Regions from separate parts of the Mus musculus genome. Here region 1 is linked to region 2. Evidence: chromatin contacts called from public Hi-C data. All regions are on one chromosome and are shown on one strand. The core of a region is the stretch at or near the end of the contact, and the rest is flanking DNA. Distances in the headings are between cores, read along the strand shown. Region 1 has its middle 3.6 kb from the start of Gm26002. Region 2 overlaps Pard3 (par-3 family cell polarity regulator).

Region 1 (2,700 bases), core at 153-2,652, 1.5 Mb after region 2:
ACTGAGAGTATAAAAGAGTGAGAGGCCCAGGGTTGGGGGGGGGGGGGGAGATATAAACAAGGGAGATATATAAACAAGGGAGATATAAACAAGAAGAAACAGGACTGAATAAACGTGTGCAGAAGGATCCTGTTGCAGCATTGTTCTTCCTGGCCAGTTGAGCGCGCGCAAGACAGCTGAGCTTAAGTTTTATGTTTTCACCAATAAGGAATTCTGGAAGGGAATAGATAATGAAGGCCATGACTGTGGTGTTATAAAATGAGGCCAGGTTGGTTATAGTGCAGTAAATAATCTGTCACCTTTGCTTCTCTGCATATGTGTAGGTGCTCGTGTGTATGCACGTATATATGGGGGGCTTAGGTTGATGTTGGGGTCTCTCTCATCTTATGTTTTGAGACAGGATCTCTCACTGAACTCGAAGCTCATCAATTTGGCTAGGCTGGCTGGCCCCAGGAACCCTGTTTTCATTTCCTGTGGTTGCAGGCATCTGCCATCATACACAGCTTTACCAGGGCACTGCAGACTGAATAAAGTCCTCATGCTTGCAAGGCAAGTAAGTGCTTTTCCTGACTGAGCTGTCTCTCTGTCATGATCAACTTCTGCTTGTCAGAGTAAGGGCATATCTGGGTGGGAAGGGCAGCAGGGCTATTCTAGTGAAGAGGGAAATCAGGCTGAAAGGCCCTGTGGGAGGGCTCTACCAACCTCAGAACTGCCTTGGTTTCCCTGTCAAAGTTTTGGTTTGTTTTTGTTTTCCCCAGCACTGACTGGTGCAGGCAAGGCAAACACTACCATGGAGCTACATTCCTAGGTCTCTTTTTACACTTTTTAGTTTCAGTCTCACTAAGTAGTTCTTGTTGGCCTGGAACTCAACTCCATAGCCCAAGTTGATTGGCCTTGAATTTGCGATTCCATTGGCTCAGTCTCTACTGGGATTCCACACAGGCTTGTTTCATTGGGCCAGTTTAAGCATTTTTTTTAAAACCAAATAACCAGGAAAAGTATTTTCAAGGATGATGAGATCATTTTCAAAAGACGTCCTAGTCACACGCATTTCCTTTAAGCTTCTTGTGATTTGGTGATTCCGAATGGCCTTTGCTTTTCTGGGGTCAGTCTCACTAGGGAACAGAGGAAGCTTTAATTCCGGGACTAATTAACCAGCTGGGTTCTGCGCTACTCTCCAACATCCTGGAACTTCCTCTCTCTTGCTCCTTGTATGAGTGTGTGTGTGTGTGTGTGTGTGTGTGTGTGTGTGTGTGTGTGTGTGTGTGTGTGTGTGTGTGCAATTCCATGTTTACAGCTAAGCCACGTGACCCTGGACAAACCCTCCATCTGTGGGCCTGAGAGCCTCGCAAATACCGCTACTGGCTGAGCGGTCAGGAGGAACTAGCACACTGGCTGGAATAAGGGCGCGGCGCGGTGCTGCGATGGCAGCTTCACTACTGTGCAGCAGGCGCCTGTCAGGCTGGCTACTTCTCAGCAGTACTCAGAGCTTGCATCGCTACAGCTGCCTTAACAATAACCCTCCCAGTTGGTAACAGAGAAGACTGCAGCCAGTGTCAGAAAGTTTATGTTAGGGTGATGTCACTTTCCAGCCTTCCCGGGAAGCTAGTGGCTTATGCTAGTGAGCAGTATTACCATATATAGAAAGAAAACAGCCTGGTGGAAGGGGGATGGGAGGGGTGGGGAGACTGAACGGGAAGAGAAGAAGCAGCGGATAGAGAAGCCTGAGCCAGCTGCCATCTGTAGGAGACTGGGCCCCAGGGTCAGGAGGAAGTCAGTTCTGGGCTGAAGGCATTCTACTAACTGATAGGGGCTATGATGAAGGCAGGCTAGAAAAGGGAACCTCACAAATGTCAGCATACCCAGAAAACCCAATTGCCAGAAGGGTGGTAAACAGTTACTAAATTTTGGGAGAACTGATGCAAAAGGCTTTCCACACCTTAAAAATGAAAGGTTGACATTACTATATTTTATATTTTCTTTCCTTTTTTTTTTTTTTTAATCTTTTCCAGGGTCAAGAATGCATCCATGTCCTGGTAGGTGCTAGGCAAGTGCACTACCATGCAGCTATATGCCCAGCCTGCTTGCCCCAACCCCATATAAATAATTAGAACACTCAGCTGGAGAGTTGCTGAAGTCTATTGTAGCAAGAAGGCTAAGGTAGGAGGATCAAACATTGCAAGTTCCAGGTCAGTATGGACTACAGAGTGAGACTATCTAAAATAAAAATAATAGGAAAAGCTTATGATCTTAAACAAAATTCTCTATGACTAACATACATTGCTAAAAATTAAAAAGCAAACTCAGTTACAGGCCACACCTGAGGCAGCCTAGCTGACAGGGAGAAATCTGAATTTTGTTTGGTTTGGTTTTCGAGCCAGGGTCTGTTATAGCTCAGGCAGGTCTCAACCTCACTGTCTTGAACTTCTGAACCTCTGACTACATCTCCTAAGTGCCGTGATCATATGCAGGTTCCAAGAGGTAGAGACTTGACTACGTAACAAAGGCTCTAAAGTGTTGCTGTTTATTCCTACTGGTCATTTTTGTTAACATGGGCACACTATACACCCTCACTTTCCAGGCATAAAGTCTGCACCATCCTCTCTGGGGTTGTAGCACTCTATTCCGTGGTTATAACGTAAAGCTTTTGAACTTCTTATAAGAAATATATTCTTAGCTTTTAAATGTTTTCATCACATA
Region 2 (2,700 bases), core at 75-2,574:
TGTCTTTACGATTTTCGCATATAATTTGGGGTGTCTTGCTTGAGCACAAGATGCACTCAGCCTCTCTTTATAATCAGGAAACTGTTTTATGTTTATTAAATATATCACATTCCCTTCTTTTTCTTTTAATTAAAAACAGTGCTGTATTAAACGTATCTCACAATTCCCTAACTAGCAAGGGAAATGGTGCGTTATATAGAGTGACAGATGTTGTCAAATTGTCCTTTATAGGAATGCCATTTTCCTGATCTTTTTTTCTTTGAGGCATGGTTTGTCTATACATCCAAGACTGGCCTTGAACTAGCCATCCCACTGCCTCAGTCACCCGAATGGTAGATTTACAGGCGTGAACCACCATGTCTGGCCTCAGATACCCCTTTAAAGGTCCATATTATGTTAACTTCTATCTTCCCAGAGCACAGAGGCCTTGTAGAAGATCTTTTGAGGATCCTTGTGTTCAGCCTGTGTAGCACTTTGCCTGTAGTCTCTGCATCTTGAAATGAACAGGTTTGCTCAGTTCCCTGGGATCCTCAACACCTGCTGGCACCTGCTTGCTTGTGTGTGATTTCTATACAAGAGGATTGTTAGAATGTACGTCTGCTCCTTAAAGAGAATTGTGAGAGTGTTTGTGGAGGGAATATCACAGCCTGTTGTCTTTTGTTTATATATGTGGTATGTGATGCCCATTGGAGGCAAACCATGTGCTTGATGCATTATTATTTATGTCCTTAAAATCCCCCATAGCAGCGCTCCTTTTTTGAGTGGTCAGGGTGAGGGAAGCTTGAATGTGGTTTTCACTGCCTCAGGTGTGGTCCCTTTTCTACTCTATTAGGAACAAGGTTTCTAGTGTGTGTGTTTTCTGTGTTTTGTTAAAGGAGTGGCACTCATAACACACACCCATTCCGGAGGCATGCTTCTGGCAGAATCTTCATCTATCTTCAGGCCTGGCCATTTTTAGTTCCAAAGATAAGAATTCCAGAGCAGAGAGAATCTGAGATATTATGCTAATGGTGTTCCGATCCTAGGTGTGGTTATAAACAGTCTTCAAAATGACTCAAGTCATGCATCTTTCCTGCTGCTCAGAACTGTGAAAGAAACCTTTATAAAGCATGTATATGGTAACAAGGGAAAGGATGTCTTTGGATGGTTCATAACTGATTTCTGAATCAAAGATAAACATCCTTAGAGCTCAGCTTCACACATGATTTTGTGGCTGTTGCCCGGAGGGAAGTGGCTGGGCAGTTTTGTGGTTTACCTGGAGATGGAAGTCCTTTGTTTTGCTGTTGGGGCATTTCCTTCATGATCCAGAAGAGGTCGCTGTATGCCTGTAGTTGAAGGCTATTGCTGGATGATAAGTGACCCACGTCTGCATACTTTCGGGACGGAGCTGGTCTGTTTTGTGAAGATAGATTTTATTTTAAGATGTTGTCATAGAGGTTTCTGTAAGTGTTCAAACAGCATTGTGAGGCGTCTTTGGAGAACCCAGGTTCCCGCTGCCTGCCTGTTCTGACTAGAAGAGACTGCTTCGAAAGCCCCTTGATACCTACCCTACTTGGTTCCTCCCCTACAGACTTGATTTGACTTTTACGAAGGAAATCTTGCCAGTGTGAACCTATGGGTTAATTTTGATTTTTGATGTGTAACCTCCAAAAGCAACTCAGGCTTGTTAAGTTTTATTTATTTCAGAAAATTTAGATATTTCTTTACGTGCTCTGAATCCTGGAGAAATGGCTGCTGTACCACCTCCTCTTTTTGCAGACAGGCTCTCGCTGTTTTTCCCACTTTGGCCTGAGATGTGCTGTGTTGGAGCCCAGGCTGGCCTTGAACTCGTGATCTTCCTACTCAGCCTCTCAAGGTGGGAGTTTGTGCCACTGTTGTGTGAATATGGCTGCATCTTAGAGCACACATCCTAGCTAGAGGGTCCACTCTCTCCCTGCCCACCCTCCACTGTGTCTTAGGAAGCATCACTCTGTCCTCATCACCTTAACAAATGTTACGTTCTGTAGACCTGCCCTTGCTAGTGTTCTCTTTTCTTAAAGCTGCAATTAATTTGTGTATATGTTTATACACGTGTGTGCTTGCTGATTTTACTCTGGATTTTTCTTACGTGGAGGTTTTGAAAGTGAGTAGACAGGTCTGTAGTGACATGCCAGCAGAGTTGTTTTATACCAATCGAATAACAGGGTACTACTAAATCTTTAGAGGTGATCTCTTCATCATTTCCCCCCATTCTGTTTAGCCTTTTCTCCTGGTCCTCCCCCCTTTCTGCTCTGCTTTGAGTTACCACTAGAGGGCAGCGCAACAACACATCATTCTGTGAGAGCCTCCTTGTTTCTCAGTTGGCAGGTGTGAGGGACACTTTTGAGAACAAAGCACATTATTACTGAACACCTAAAACCCAGTGGCAAAGCAGCACAGTGAATTCAAACACACGATATGGAAAATTCCCAGCATTCCCGTGGCAGGGCTCTGGGGTAAGGCTTCACACACAGGGCCACTTGCAATCAAGAATGACACTTGTGGGTGGAACGAGCCTTAATGCTAGTGGGTACTGTCATTGTACAACTTCAAAATGCGTGTCAGGCCTTTGATAGTGATGGTTTTTTTTTTTTTTTTTTACTTCGTTTTAAAATCCACCCTTTGACTTGTTTCAAGATGTCAAGATAGGAAGAGTTAGCCAAGAAAAAGCCTGTGCATAGC

Evidence for each region. A called contact is a pair of places that touch in the nucleus more often than the background predicts.
Region 1: a Hi-C map of cortical neurons shows a contact between it and region 2, with 8 times the contacts expected there. The contact joins two enhancer-like sites. A contact is called at or near these places in 3 of 39 promoter capture datasets (cranial neural crest, hippocampal neurons and second pharyngeal arch cranial neural crest), 4 of 484 Hi-C or Micro-C datasets (the N1E-115 cell line, cortical neurons and myocytes) and 1 of 115 datasets of contacts at active chromatin or transcription factors (differentiating embryonic stem cells).

Annotation. Positions count from the first base shown.
Region 1 is chr8:128,653,264-128,655,963 of GRCm38.p6, forward strand. No RefSeq gene overlaps it. Among named protein-coding and RNA genes, the nearest start is that of Gm26002, 3.6 kb to the left of the region's middle. Within about 2 kb of position 1,403, at least 341 of the 459 cell types and tissues checked have an H3K27ac peak or open chromatin away from gene starts, as enhancers often do. A contact at or near this core is called in cortical neurons, where this site is marked.
Region 2 is chr8:127,189,232-127,191,931 of GRCm38.p6, forward strand. All of the region lies in intron 2 of Pard3 (par-3 family cell polarity regulator), which reads left to right. Among named protein-coding and RNA genes, the nearest start is that of Pard3, 130 kb to the left of the region's middle. Within about 2 kb of position 1,325, at least 8 of the 459 cell types and tissues checked have an H3K27ac peak or open chromatin away from gene starts, as enhancers often do. A contact at or near this core is called in cortical neurons, where this site is marked.